Linked DNA regions of Danio rerio: region 2 is linked to region 1. The links are chromatin contacts, called in public Hi-C maps. All regions are on one chromosome and are shown on one strand. Each heading gives the region's core, a stretch centred on a gene start, on an enhancer-like site or on the middle of the called end of the contact. The rest is flanking DNA. Distances are from core to core; before and after follow the strand shown.

The links. A called contact is a pair of places that touch in the nucleus more often than the background predicts.
Region 2: a contact with region 1 is called in a Hi-C map of an unstated tissue, with 3 times the contacts expected there. The contact joins the enhancer-like site here to the promoter of pnpla7a in region 1. A contact is called at or near these places in 2 of 18 Hi-C or Micro-C datasets (hematopoietic stem cells and an unstated tissue).

What each region holds. Positions count from the first base shown.
Region 1 is chr21:15,058,722-15,066,528 of GRCz12tu, forward strand. pnpla7a (patatin-like phospholipase domain containing 7a) reads right to left here and starts at 3,638. Exons shown (of 10, transcript NM_001080655.1): 1 at 3,445-3,638; 2 at 2,995-3,032; 3 at 860-925; 4 at 441-528. The coding sequence starts at 3,030. It overlaps clic3 (chloride intracellular channel 3), which reads right to left. Exons shown (of 6, transcript NM_199524.1): 3 at 7,313-7,438; 4 at 7,049-7,155; 5 at 5,859-6,034; 6 at 5,057-5,727. The coding sequence ends at 5,563.
Region 2 is chr21:15,114,225-15,121,791 of GRCz12tu, forward strand. npdc1a (neural proliferation, differentiation and control, 1a) reads right to left here. Exons shown (of 9, transcript NM_001128783.1): 3 at 1,422-1,514; 4 at 651-824. Among named protein-coding and RNA genes, the nearest start is that of pou5f3, 27 kb to the left of the region's middle. Within about 2 kb of position 4,972, at least 9 of the 62 cell types and tissues checked have an H3K27ac peak or open chromatin away from gene starts, as enhancers often do.

The sequences.
Region 1 (7,807 bases), core at 2,388-4,887:
TTAAATTGACAAATTCAAAAGCTTTGAAATATGTATTATGTATTAATAAATTATGTAATTAAATTACACATAAGACACAATATAATCGTTTAATTTTTTTTTAATTTAACTATGACTATTTTATAACTGCTGTTAATTGATATAAAACAGATATGAAATCTAGAAACAGTACAGATTTTGAATGCATAATAGGACTCAACACGAAAGATTATTATGCTGAAAACTCAAGTTAGAAAATTCAATTTAAAGTTGTTTTACTTGCATAATCATTTGCAGTGTTCTTTCACAATATTATTGCTAACTGCATGTTTCAACAATCTATTAAAAAGTAGCAAACAACCACATGAAACACATTCAGAACAAAGCAACAAGCTAAAATAACACAATGCAAAATCAAGCTCTTCAGACAGCATGCATTTTGGACAAGAGGTGAAACGTACTCGCATGTTTATATCTGCGGTAGAGGAGCAGCACGGTAATTCCTATTAGACACACAGCCACCGCAGCCCCGATCAATACACCAGTCAGCTGCAACAGACAACACAGAAGTCACAGAAAGTAAAAAATAGGACATTTATTACATGAAAACTGTTGTGTTCTACTACTGGACTTTTGATTACCCTTTTATCAAAACTTGTAATACAGCATATACTTTTAGCAACAATAGCAGAAGGAATAAAAAGTCAACATGGGTGCATCAACCCGAATACGATTAAACAAATATCAATATCACTTCACATTATCTGCACATGTGATTGGAGTCAGTCTCATCACCTTCCCCTTGCACTAAATGCTATTATAGAGAAATATACCAGACTGGATTCATTAGGGAACACGTTGATAAATTTGTGTTGTGTACCATAGTAGTCTGCATTCTCTCCTCCACAAACTGCTGCAGGCGAGAACGAATGTCACTCCCAATAGCCTGAGGAAAGACACCAATATAGAATCACACACCTATTATAATTAATGTAATTAATGAAAACAAAATTACCACTTGTAACCAACAGGAGTCCATATAATCTATCTAGTCAAACAATGAATTTAGCAATCGCAATATCAGTGTAGTTGAATTAAAACAACTAGTGCAGGGCAAAAAATAATCATGATTAATGGCATCCAAAATAAAAGTTTGTTTTCACATTCAAGGTTCAATGCTAAAGATTTTTTCTACTGGCCCGATCGCACCAGTGGTTCAGATTTTTACTTGCCTCTCCAATATTTTCACTGGCCCCACAAAAAAAAAATTAAAAAAAAGTTAACAGCTATTTCTTAGCCACATATTTTAAATAATGTGTCAAAAAATCAGCCAATCTACAATTTAAATATTTAAAATGTTAATAAAAGTAGCAGTATAGAAAATATGCAGGTATTTTATTGCAAACAAACTGTACAAAACATCACTTAAATGTCTGCTTCCAAGGCGTTAGAAACAGATGTTTTTTAGCATCATATTTTAATGTTGCAGTCTCTTCGCTGTACTGGTTGTTACAGAAAAAATTATGTGTAATTCTTATCATTGAGTGCTGACAGAATATATGTTTGTGTGTTAGATATACTTATTATGTATATATGATAAAACGAAACGATTTAGCTACATAGGTATTTAAATTTATATATAATTTGCATCATACATACATACATATCCATGTATGTGTTTATTTATATGTACACACATAATAAATATCCATAACACACACAGGTTATGTCAAGACAAACTTTTATTTTGGATGCCATAACTTAAAACCCACTAAAAACACATACTAACACTAAACAGACAGACAGACAGACAGACAGACAAGACGTGTGGAGGGATGGGTCAATAGATAGATGGGATGGATAGATGGATGTGTCAATAAATATGACACTAACACAAAAACAACACAAAACCAACACTAAAAATGACACTAGTTATTTCCCCAAGGATTTTCACAGGAGAAAACACAACGATGCCGAAACATAATACCTGAGGTGCTTTTATTTTTATACTTCAGTTCGCTAGCCTGGCTTGGTTCCATGATAATTGTAATAATTTCCTCCCATGGTAAAAAAACTATTTTTCTTAACATAGAAAATAGATTAACATAAAGCTGAGAGCTTTTTCCACAACGTCATCTGTATTTTTAAAATTGCTTTTTTTTATTTCTAACATGGATTCTGATTGACTGTCAGTATTTTATCATTAGCTGAAAAAGAAAAACGTTCTGAAAATGATCCCAACAATATAGTATCTTTCAGTTTCTTTTTCTATATTGTTTATTGTTACAGCCGTGGTCTGTACTCTGCAGTTGTTTGTTTCACATTCAGAATGATTTTTAGAAGAATGTCTTTATCGTTAGAATGCTTGGTGTGAGCAGCTCTTAACACGGAGTAAAAAATCATAAAAATGTCAGAAATTTTCTAAAAGCACATTTATATTGAACACACATTTATAGTCAACACACATTTTATTAACAAAGCTTCAAATTTAAAAAAATACATTTTTGTACTGATAACTTTTTTGCTTAAAAAAAAAAAAAAACTTCAAACTCGCAGACACTATGAATTTATTTACACATTACACAGAACAATGCAGTTTTGCTCATGCTGGGGTTTCTTTGAATTCATGATTATTTATTTATTTTATTTATTTTTAAATCCAAGCCATATCTTTGAACTCAAACAAGATTAAAAGGGGCCAGAGTTTGTTCAGGTTTTTCCGGTCTTGAACAAAAATACAACAGCACTTCCCCTTTGAGCAAAAAAAAAAAAAAAAAAAAAAAAAAAAAAAAAAAACTTCAACAACTAATCCAGCACTCCTCTTTGTAATGAATAATGAAAATACAATAACTTAAACTAATGTCATTCTAAACATATTTGCCATTATGAATAACAACGTGCTGTTCGTTTTCAATGAGCCAGGTTTGATTAACAAACGATCAAAAGAAGGCAAAAAATTCTGATTATATATTCCCATGTTCAAACAAACAAATGATAGAAACGCTTGATACTCACAGGATACAGGCAAAGACCTTCATCCTCTTCTCCCATATCTAAAAAGAAGAGAATTTAGTTTTTAAAACATGCCAACAAGCGGTCATACATTCAAGAAATATCAACAGGTCTGAACTGCAAAGTGTTGACAGACGAACTTCTGTTTAAACTGAGCTTAACATATTTCTTAAGATAATCCGATGGAAAATACTCATGCTAGGCAAATATGATTCAGTGTTTGTTGTCATTGAGTAAGTGACGACATGCATTAGCTTTATGGGCGTTGTAGCCATTTAAAATGTAAACAAACATGATAACCTTTATAAACTGACAATAATTATGGATTATTTTCAGAGCAGCTGCACAAATATACAAATAAAGCATAAATATCTTACAAAACAGCTCTTCAGCAGGTGGTTTATACGTGACAGAGTGAAATGCTAATTAGCTAGCATACAGTAGTTTACTCACTTAAGACAGCGAAATTGAAGACTGGTGCTGAATAATTCCGTTTTAAAGCATTGGTTTGTGGCACAGCTGCCGGCCGGGTCACTTTCTTGCCATTTCCACACACATCTCACTCCTTCGCAAACTTTGGGAGCTTCTTTTTTCGCCCCATGAAATCAAATCTCTGCTGTCGCCTTGACAGTCCTTCGCTTGGCAGTGACGTGCGATTTCATTGGTTGCAAATAATATCAAGAGTCCAATCAGAATCGCTGTTGTTTGATTAATCGTATTTGGTGTAAATGCAAAACAACACACATAGATAGTGAATGTGTACCGATAATTATGCAGATCTTTAAAATGCTACTGTAATTAAAAAACAAAGTAACATTCAGCTATTAATGCCACCTTTGGTGATAATTATACAAAATGATAAACCGTCATGATATTATTTTGTCATCTGTAAAAAAAATGTTTAGTGCTTGTCAAACGATTATGCTTATTCAAAAAAGCTTAATTATAATCAAAAATAATAAAAGAATTGTACATATTTACAAAATACACTCTCTTGCCGCTTTATTAGGTACACCTTACTTATAACGGGTTGGACCTCCTTTTGTCTTCAGAACTGCCTGAATGCTTCGTGGCATAGATTTAACAAGATACTGGAAATATTCCTCAGAGATTTTGGTCCATATTAAGTGATAGCGTCATGCAGTTCCTGCAGATTTGTTAACTGTCCATCCATGATGTGAATCTCCCCTTCCACCACATCCCAAAGGTGCTCTATTGGATTGAAGAAGAAACCAGTCTGAGGTGATTCAAGCTTTATGACATGGCACGTTACCCTGCTAGAAGTGGCAATCAGAAGATGGGTACACTGTAGTCATAAAGGGCTGGACATGGTCAGCTACAATACTCTGGTAGGCTGCTGACACAATGCTCAGTTGGTACTTATGGGCCCAAAGTGTGCCAAGAAAATATCCCCCACATCATTACACCAACACCACCAGCCTGAACCGTTGATAGAAGGCAGGATGGATCCATGCTTTCATGACGTTGATGCCAAATTCTGACCCTTACCCTACTATCCGAAGAAATCAGAAATCGAGACTGATCAGACCAGGCAATGTTTTTCCAATCTTCTATTGTCCAATTTTGTTCTTAGCTGACAGGAGTGGCCCCCGATGTTATTTTCTGCTGCTGTAGCCCATCTGCCTCAAGGTGTGACGTGTTGTGACGCTTCAGAGATGCTCTTCTGAATACCTCGGTTGTAACGTGGTAATTTGTGTTACTGTTGCCTTTCTATAATCTCGAACCAGTGTGGCCATTCTCCTCTGACCTCTGGCATCAACAAGGCATTTGCCCACCAGAACTGCTGCTCACTGTATATTTTCGGACCATTCTCTGTAAACCCTAGAGGTGGTTGGGATTGAAAATCTCAGTAGATCAGCAGTGCCTTAAATTCTATGCATTTGTTACTTTCATATTATTATTATAGTAATTGTTTAACAGCATATCATTTTTTCATATATACAATATAACTAGACCTATTATTTTTGTATTTTTGACAAAGGAAAAGTAATTTCACTATCCATTTTTGCCTTTGTTAGCTCAACCAAAGACAATCAAACATATCTCTGATCTTTTATAGCAATTTTATTTGTTTGCATGATGTTTCATACACACTGGACGTTACAAGAGAAGATCCTTATAAACAATAATGCCACCTGAAATCAATAACATCCTTGTAGAAGTTGTCTAGTGCTTTGTCTTATTTTTTTCTCATGGGGTAGAATTTCAAACCAATTACATGTCTCATTTCATATGGCCTTCAAAGACAACATTCGCAGATGTTTCTAAACGAGTGGCTATCATACAAACGCAAGCCATCAAAACCACAGACACAAGCGACACACTTTTAAATACTAAAAATGGCAGCAACAAGCAGGGCAGGCATCTGATATTCACAAGTTGTGGTTTTTAAATGAAAAACTAACAAAAACAACCTCCACCCATATATAATGATTCCCATTAAGAGCATACATATTGAAGGCTGTTTTTGGAGCAAACACAAGAAAAGATTTACACAAAAAAAAAAAAGTCCACACACTCTTTGTCCTCCGCCCTCTTTGAAGTCCAGTTCTACTTGTTAAGATATTTGGCCACTGAACTGTAGGCAAGAAGGATCTCCTTATCTTTGGGGCACGTCAGGTGGAAAACATCCTCCTTGTATGCTTTGTCCAAATACTTTGAAAGGCCTTTTAGCTCTGCAGGAATCTCAAAACCTCTGTACTTTTTGCACACCACCTAAAAAGTCGATAAAGAATTGAGATCTTTAAGCAAGATGAAGTTTAATGACCAGTAATTAAAATTAACTATATCAGCTCTATAATTTTCAAATTGAATGCATTTATTGTCTAAGGGGTGGGAAAAATGACCTTGACGATGTGTAGTTTTGGAAGCAGGTTGCAGTCAGCAAGAGAGAGTGCATTTCCGTCCAGGTAGTGTCTAGTGGACGTCGATAACTCTGGATTCTGGTCCAGTTCATGAGGAAGGGGAGTTAACAGGTACTGATCCAACTTCATCAAGCTCTTTAGAAACTTCTTCTCCAGCACTGAAAGATTCAACATTAAAGTGATGACATTCTAATCAATCCATTCCTCCATTGTTACATCTTTCTTTCTTTTCTATCTATCTATCTATCTATCTATCTATCTATCTATCTATCTATCTATCTATCTATCTATCTATCTATCTATCTATCTATCTATCTATCTATCTATCTATCTATCTGTCTGTCTGTCTGTCTGTCTGTCTGTCTGTCTGTCTGTCTGTCTCTGTCTGTCTGTCTGTCTGTCTGTCTATCGTTATATTTATTGACACATCTATCTGTCCATCTATCCATCTATTGACATATCCATCCATCCATCCATGCATCCATCTATCCATAAATTTATTGTTACATTTATTGACATATAAATCTATCTACCCATCTATTGACATTTTTATCTATCTATCTATCTATCTATCTATCTATCTATCTATCTATCTATCTATCTATCTATCTATCTATCTATCTATCCATCCATCCATCCATCTATCCATCCATCCATCCATCCATCCATCCATCCATCCATCCATCCATCCATCTATCTATCTATCTATCTATATATCTATCTGTCTGTCTGTCTGTCTGTCTGTCTGTCTATCCAATCCGTCCGTCTGTCTGTCCGTCCGTCCGTTATATTTATTGACATCCATCTATCAATCCACCCATTTATCTATTTATAGACAACTATCCATTCATTTGACACATTCACACATACATACATTGATTGGCATGTCCATCCATCTAACCATTTATCTATCTATAAAACTATTGTTATATTTATTGACATCCATTTATCCAACCATCTATTGGCATTTTCATCCATCCATCCATCCATCCATCCATCCATCATTATATTTATTGTTACATCTATCTATCTTTCTATTTGTAGATTTTACAAATGCGTTTGAAGTGACAGTCTCCATATTTTAAGCACAAAGTGTTTCTGAGGTTCACTGCCTTGGATCACAAACTACAGTTTTAACTGGATAAAAAGCTTCAGAGAAGGGTGACCCTTACTGTCATTGAGTCCAGGATTGGGATTTTTGATATATGCAGAGAATTTATGAAAGATGTCATCGCCTGCCGTGTTAGACTCCTTATAGCGGCAGCATAACTTGGGATATCTGTAATGAAAAATAAATAAATAAATACTTTATAGACAATTCCTGCTTTCTATTTATGTTGTCAAATGTTTGATTTAAAGTGGAACAAATAGTGGTATTTTATACAAAACATAAGACACATTACTGTATATTTCATGCATTTTATTTGCACACTCACTGTGGGGGAGCAAGGGTGTCTTCCAGAAACTCCTCAATCTTGTTGGTGTCAGTGCGCACCTCTCCATTATAAATGAGGAAAGGGGGCTGAGAACCTGGAGCCAGGTCCTTTAATACCTCTGGAGCTCTAGCAAGAAAGACGACATAAATAAATAATGAAACTACACATTAACAGTTGTATATGTATACATTAACAGAGTACTTACAGTAGATTGAATATACCAAATCATAACTTCCAGTGTAAAAAGCAAAACCCATTTTATAAAACATAGAAAACCTGATACATAAAAAAAAAAAATTATAATTCCATTCAAAACACATTTCCTCAAAACAACATGCATTTTTACACCTCTGAATTTGCATTTTCATAGCACACCAAGTGTTTAGAACGAGGACTTCCTCATTCTGAAATGACAACAGAAAGGGAAATATTCCGCTCATGTATTTTTGTCTTGCAATAACTTTTTCCTAACAAAGAAGCTATAAACCATTGCCT
Region 2 (7,567 bases), core at 3,722-6,221, 57 kb after region 1:
TAAAGAATGATATTTTTTTATTTCCTAATAAATAATAAATATTAAATTTCTTTTTTTAAATAAATAGCTTCAATATTTATTTATTTATTCAAAAGTTTTATATATGAGCTTAGAATACGTGTTAGCTTTGTAAGTGATTTTATGTTAATTTAGAATAGACTATGAATATTCTCAATAATATTTGTAAAGGAAACATAGGCCCTATATGTGCAATTTACATATATATTTCAATTAATATGGAAAGCGAGTGGATGTTTTTACCAAAACTAATACTGAATTTTAAAAAATGCGTGTAGAAATTAGTTACTCCACCCCGTTTAGAGCATTATTATGGGCGTTTTACATTTTCACTAACATGTTTCAAACGATGAATCTGTGACAGAGAAACTACAGGTTTTGGGAAACATTCGTCACTACATCGTTCTTTTCCCGAACAACGCATCCTACTATGATAGTTCAGCCGCAAGTTACATCGTTGTTTGGGAAACTCACCCCTTGTTAAGATCTGGTGCTTTGGGATGTAAAACATTTGAAACTAGACTCTGAACCATCAGCGCTCAAACTGCCTTGGTGGAAAAGGGCTATAAAATATGGCTTATTATCATGGTCATTATACTATGGTTTTGGTAAATTGAGAAAAGCAGACGTACAGACTAGCAGGCTGTCCCTGGATGGATTTGGGGAGATGACTGGCCCGTGGCGGTTGGAGGAGTTTGTAGTGTGTGTTGGTGCTGTAGGACTGGTGGTCATTGGTTCAACAGTTGTGGTTTTATGAAGACTTTTCTGCTTCAACTGTACTTGCGGAGGAGACTGTGGTGCAGAGTCTGAAGAGGAGGGGAAGAGACAGTGAGAGAAAAGACAAAAAAATAAATTTAATAAATAAGAACAAGCACCTCATTTCATTTTTAAATAAATACAGTAAAAAAATTACAAGAACTCTTGATTCATGACTTAGAATTCATGTTTTTGTAGTGGTTTTCTTGTGATACAAGACTTCTTAACATTTTAAATTGTTTTCGCAAATGAAAACACTACAAAATGCAACATATTTTATAAATGTTTTTGACAATACAGCAAAACACCCCAAAATTTGTCAGAAACAACTACTGAATTTTATTATAAATTCACAAAATCTAAACAAATAGATGTATATATGGTTTAGACCTTCTATTTATCGAACACAGTTCATTTCTTATCTTTCATTCTTGTTTGCAGTGTCTTTCCACTGTTAAAAAAGCGGCAAAGGTTTCAGCAATCGTTATTTGTCATGTTTAAGAAGTTCAGCATATTCAGTGTGAAACTTCACACATCACGATGCAGTGGAGCGTTCGCAAGGGTTTTTTTTGAGTCATGACCGCTATAACCGCTGTCCAACACCACTAACCAAAACCACACAGCTCTGAAGAGTGAATGGTTCAAACCTGAGTGCTTGCTTTCCGACAACTGCTGCTTGGTGATGACGGAGGACAGAAAGTCGATTTCTTCATCTATGCCAGAAAGTGGGGCCACTGGATCTGTGGAGAAAAGACAGGATATGGTGAAAAAAAATAACAGCGTCGTGGATGGTGCTAAAAATACTACGAGATTACTGTCATTGAACGTGCACAAAAGGTTAAAATGTCAAGAGTTGAAAGGTCACTTCACACTGAGATGAAAATTCTGTCATCATTCACTCACCATAATTACTTTCCAAAGAAGAATTTTGTTTAACATTCGAACAGAAACAAAGTCTAAATTCAGTCAGTTGTTCAAAACTGAGAGGTCTGTTCATCCTAAACTGTGACAATTAAAAACATTCCTATTATGAACATAAAATATGGATAGAACATTTTGAGGGATGTAAAAACAATAACAATGGTCCTAAAGTGTTTCCTTTTTTACATTTTTCATTACCATAGCTTCTGAGACTCCAAAAATGCCCTGATATTGATAAATAACATTAAGATGGCTGTTTTAACGTAGAGTTATGATTGAATTGCATCTTGTGACAGTTATGAAATAGTTTGGCAACAAGCAAGAAATGTTCAAGGGCCAATGACATGACCACATTAAAATGGTTTATATATGAATTGAAAAGTTAAATGCAAGACACGTCTTCAGAAGAGACATAATCCTATCATATAGTGATTTACATACAAACATTGATCATCAATGTTTACAAAAATGGTCTCAAACTCAATTCTTGGAGGGCCACAGCTCTGCACAGTTTTGCTCCAACCCTAATCGAACACAGCTGATCCAACTAATCAAGGTTTTCAACACTACTAGAGACTATTGGAAACTACTGGTTTACAACATTCAAGTTTAGTCACAGAAGCTCAAACATTTAATCTTTTGATGCATGAAAACCAATTAGATTCATGCTTGCAAGTAATGTGGCACTTTTGAAATGTTAAAAAAAAACAATAAGATTCAATCTTCCAAGTGATGTGGCACTTTTGACATTCCACAAGAACCAATGACACTCATTCTCGCAAGTGATGTAGCACTTTAGAGATTTTAAAACACCCAGTGAGATTCAGTCTTACGAGTAATGTGGCACTTTCGTGATTCCACATGAACCAATGAGATTCATTCTTAAGGGTTTTGTGGCACTTATGAGATTGCACAAGAACCAAACAAATTCATTCTTACACATAATGTGGTACTTTTGCCATTCCATAGGAACCAGTGAGATTTGGAGCTCTATTTTGACGATCCATACGCAAAGTATGAAGCGCAGGGCGCAAATGCATTAAGGGTGAGTCAGAATCCACTTTTGCTATTTTAAGGATGGAAAAATCCACTTTGCGTCGTGGCCCATGGTCTTACAGGGTTGAGCTTATTCTCTTAATGAGTTATAGGTGTGTTTTAAGAATAAGCCAATCAGAAGCTGCGTCCCAAATCGCATACTTATGCACTATTCTACGCCATTTTGTAGTATAAATAGAATAAGTAGTGTGTTCACACTGAAAACTCTAAAAATAATAAGTGCACTTTAATTACCCGGATGATGCACTCATTCAGCCGCTAAAATGAAGTGTGTAATGATGGACACTTCACGCACTCAATGACCACAGGTTTGCTTACGTAGCGGAAGGGGCGGAGCTATCAGACGCACATGTTGAATAACTTTATTTATTTTTGATGGTGAAAGCAAAATTCTCCTACGAGAGTGATTTTAGCGCCTCCCGATGGTGAATGCAGCAATACTCACGGCAGGTATTATTTGATAATTCGGTCGTTTATTTCAATGATTTGGCGACCGTCAAACGTCATCAGGGAAACGGTTTGAATTTCCGCTTAGTAAAAACACATTAGTGTGCTATTTGGGACGACACTACATACATATACTATCCTGTTGAGTGTGTAAGTGCATAAGTACATAGTGCATGAGTGCATAGAACATCTGCAGCGCGAGAATGAGAGATGAGACTCCTCATTGTTTACTTTAACTTTCACTCTCGTGGATAAGGAAACATGTTGTATGCACAGACATCTATTAGCCTATACATAATTAATTTAGTTTGTTAAGCGCAAAGATTCGTTTCAAAACAATTTCTAATTTCAGTTCTAATTTCCAGCAAAGGAATAAATGAACAATAATAATGAAGTGTGGTCAAAAACCGGAGTTATATCCAAATACACATGCTGTGCCCCATATGGTCTAAAACCTGACAGGTGGACAAATCTAAGCTTCTTTTTAATAAAACAAATATAAATATGCATATAATAAATAATACTGCTAATTATAATAACATTATTTAAAAGCAAATTGTTATGAATAAACTGAAAAAGCCCCCCTGAGATGAAGAAGGCATGAAAGTATGGTTTTTATACTTATGTAGGCTAGAAAATAATAATTTTTGTAATATTTTAATCTTTTAATTCTTTTTCATGTGTAAAGATATTTGCGTATTGCTGTACACCCTGTGTGTATTAAGCAGTGTGTAAGCAAGGCGACAACTAACGTGCTCTGCGCTGGACAATAGACCGGCTTTGATCTGGTCTATTGAACCGTCTAGTTAAGTTCCTCAAAATAGCAATGCGCCAGCAATGCGCCTCAACACGCCTCCTTTTTTAGATCAGAATGCCTATGGGCGCACATGAGGGCAAATGCATTTGCTATTTAAACAGCATGGTGCAGAACGTCAAAACGAGTCTTGCGCCGTGCTGAACTAGCCAAAAACAATTGCGTCACGCCTTGCGCCAAATTGCTCCAGGTGTATGATAGGACCCTTCTTTTCTCATGCCAAGCAAGTATAGATGGTTGAGCTTCTGTTTATGTTTGCTGAGAAATGTTAAAACAGAGACCACTTTAAAGTTATAATCAGCTCTCTTGATTTCCCATTAATATGTATGTGTTTTGACTACAATGTTCATTTGTGCTTTACTGATGACATGCTCAATTTCAAAATAAGATTATTATTATTTAGAGCACTTAAATGCATGTATAAACAATTCCATGTCTTGAGACATTAGGGGTAAGTATTGCAAATTTCTGCAAATAAATGCCCCAAACAATATTATTCTTATTTAAAATAACCTATTACATTTTAATGACTAATCCAAAGAAATGATAATAGCTTTAAAGTGGTCTGTTACTTTGTTTGAAAGCTGGTTATATTTCATAAAACATGGATTAAACCGATTAATTCATACATATTATTTTCCTGAAGGAATCTCTTAATGCATCATCTGAGTTTTGGGCAAACACATTCTCAAAAGTGTGATGGAAGAATCTCTCAAACATGATTGAACACATTTGCATTTACGTTTCAAAGATATTGCAAAATATTTATGGTATTGGAATGACATGATAGTGAATAAACGTGGCAGATTTTTCATTTTGAAGAGAACTTGCAAGTAATAACTGCAAAGAGAGTAAATTGTGTAAATCCACAAACCCTCCAGTTTCTAATGTGCTGAAGTGTGCTGACTGGGCTGTGTGTGTCCTGACAGTGAGAGTGTGCCAGGCTGTTGTTTGTTTGACACGCTCTAAAAGCAACACAAAGGCAGCACATGGTTTAATGGTTCTCTTGTCCAGACAGTAATCTGCATTCCAAGACTATGGAGAATCGTCCTCCTCGGCAACGGTCTGAGTGTGTGTGGGTGTGTTTGTGTGTGAGTGTATGTGTGGTCGATGGGATGCTCGTTATCTTTCACGCACCAGAGAACAACACACACACTCACTGAATGTTCAGAATAAACTGTGATTGTTGAATCAGTGAATCATAACGCTAAATCAAAAGACTCAAGGAATCATAAAAAGGAATCAATCAGTGTTGACATTTTTAATAAAAGTTACTGCTACAATATTTTTAACCTAGCACTCCTGTAATCATTCATTCATTTTCTGATTCCTTTTATTAATATGGAGTCACCACAGCGGAATGAACCGCCAACTTATTCAGCATATGTTTAACGCATAAATGCCCTTCTAGCTGCAACCCATCACTGGGAAACACGTCTGTAATCAATGTAATGATAATTCAATAAAAAAGTATGTAGTAACAAGCATAACATTTTATAAACAATATTTAGTCTTAGTATTTAGCTTTATAATAGCTCTAATTTCATAAATATTCAATACATTACTCAGCACCGGTTAGCCAATATCAACAAACTCATTGTCATCCAGGCCTAGTTGCTTAAGTATTAGTAGACAACATAATGTACTTAAAATATTGATATGAATTATATCGACCATTTATAGGATGTGTGTGTTGATATTGTTAACATAATTTAGCATTGATGACTGGCCTGGTTGTGATTATGTTATTAATATTTATCTGCCATTGTTAATATGATAATAGTATATATGTATGCATGTATGTATAGTGGTGTAACACATCACAAATCTCATGGTTTGGATCACATTATGGTTTTTTAGTCACGTATCAGACCATTTTTCGGATCAGCCATAAAGAGGAGGAAACAAATGTAATTTGCTTTCCTTTTATTACCAAAACAGAACTGTTTAACAGACAGATCTTAGAACCTGTAATTTTATTAACAAATATAATGATGAAATAATCAGCTGAATAAAAATACATTTTTCTGAATAAAATTTTCAATTTACTATCATTTATAATTTATGTTGTGTGGGTGTTGAAATCCTGATCTTTTAATAATTAATCGTGCAGCTTACAGTCAATGCATAAATGCAGGCTAAACAAGTAGTGACAGTAAACACCTTTAATACTCTAAGAAACCCACCACATCCCGAATAACCTACCACAACTTTTTCTGTCATCATTCTATTTTACAGGAAAACCTAAATGCTTTCATACATGTCATTTGAATAACATGAAAGGTAATCTTTCTGCGATCTTTACAAATTTGGTAAGGTAAAAAAACAAAAAACGGATTAATATATATCCCTAATTATATATTTATATATATATATATATATATATATATATATATATATATATATATATATATATATATATATATATATATATATATATATATATATATATATATATATATATATAGACACACACACACACATACACTTTATATATAACTTGTCACTTTATACTGTATTTACATTTATAATATATTTTATTATGTCAACCAGCTCTAGTCTGTTAGCCTCTAACAAACAAAAAATCATTAACCATAAATATTAATGACAACAATCAGTTCTAGTGTAGAAGTTTAGTTAAGTTTATTATGTTTAATAACCAAATACATTATTTAAAATATCATAATATTAATAGTATACTTAATAACACAATATTAAGTACATCATCCAGTATAAGCTAGATAATACAATTTACAGTCAACAAAACAATATAGAATCTTCCACAAATAATATCCACATGCAAAGAATACTAAATATCATCAATAATTAATAAATTATTCAGATAATAATTGAATTCACTGTTCTATACACACACAAAAATATATACCAGGTTGATTTGAGAGTGTTAGGTGATGAGATGATGTGATGAACCCCATATACAGCGTACGTAATCTTGATTATCGACTCTCTCTCTTTATTCTGCAGTGTATTGAAAGTGCTGACAGGCGGGAGCTACAAGAAAAGGGAAAGTTTATTGTAATGAAGGTGTGTTTGGTCTACAGATGACTGGCCATCTGCCTGCTGGAACAAGACTGATGTGACACCACCAACACCCCCGTCCTGCCACAGCAGGTGCCAGAGAGGCGGGACAAACCATCTGCACCAGCCGCCCTGTAAATCTACACTTTACAAAACGAACAATCCAGTTATGACTCAGCAAGTGCTGCAAGATCAGAAAACAAGCTCCACTGTTTTATGCTATTGCATTTCTACCTAGAAAATATTCAAACTAGTATGACATGAGTTGATATATATATATACAGGTACAAAGATTAAGATTATGCTACTTTTTGTATTTTCTTATGCTACAATTTGTGTAGTGTCATGTGCAATAATAGCCACATGTATGATCTTGCTGATGGGTTCATTCTTAAAGGAACAGCGCAACAAAAATGATAATTATACCCTACTTTACAAAGCATCAAACCATAGATGTATACCTGTCTTCGTTTACACAAAAGAATTATATTTAGAGTTGTATTCAATAATATACTT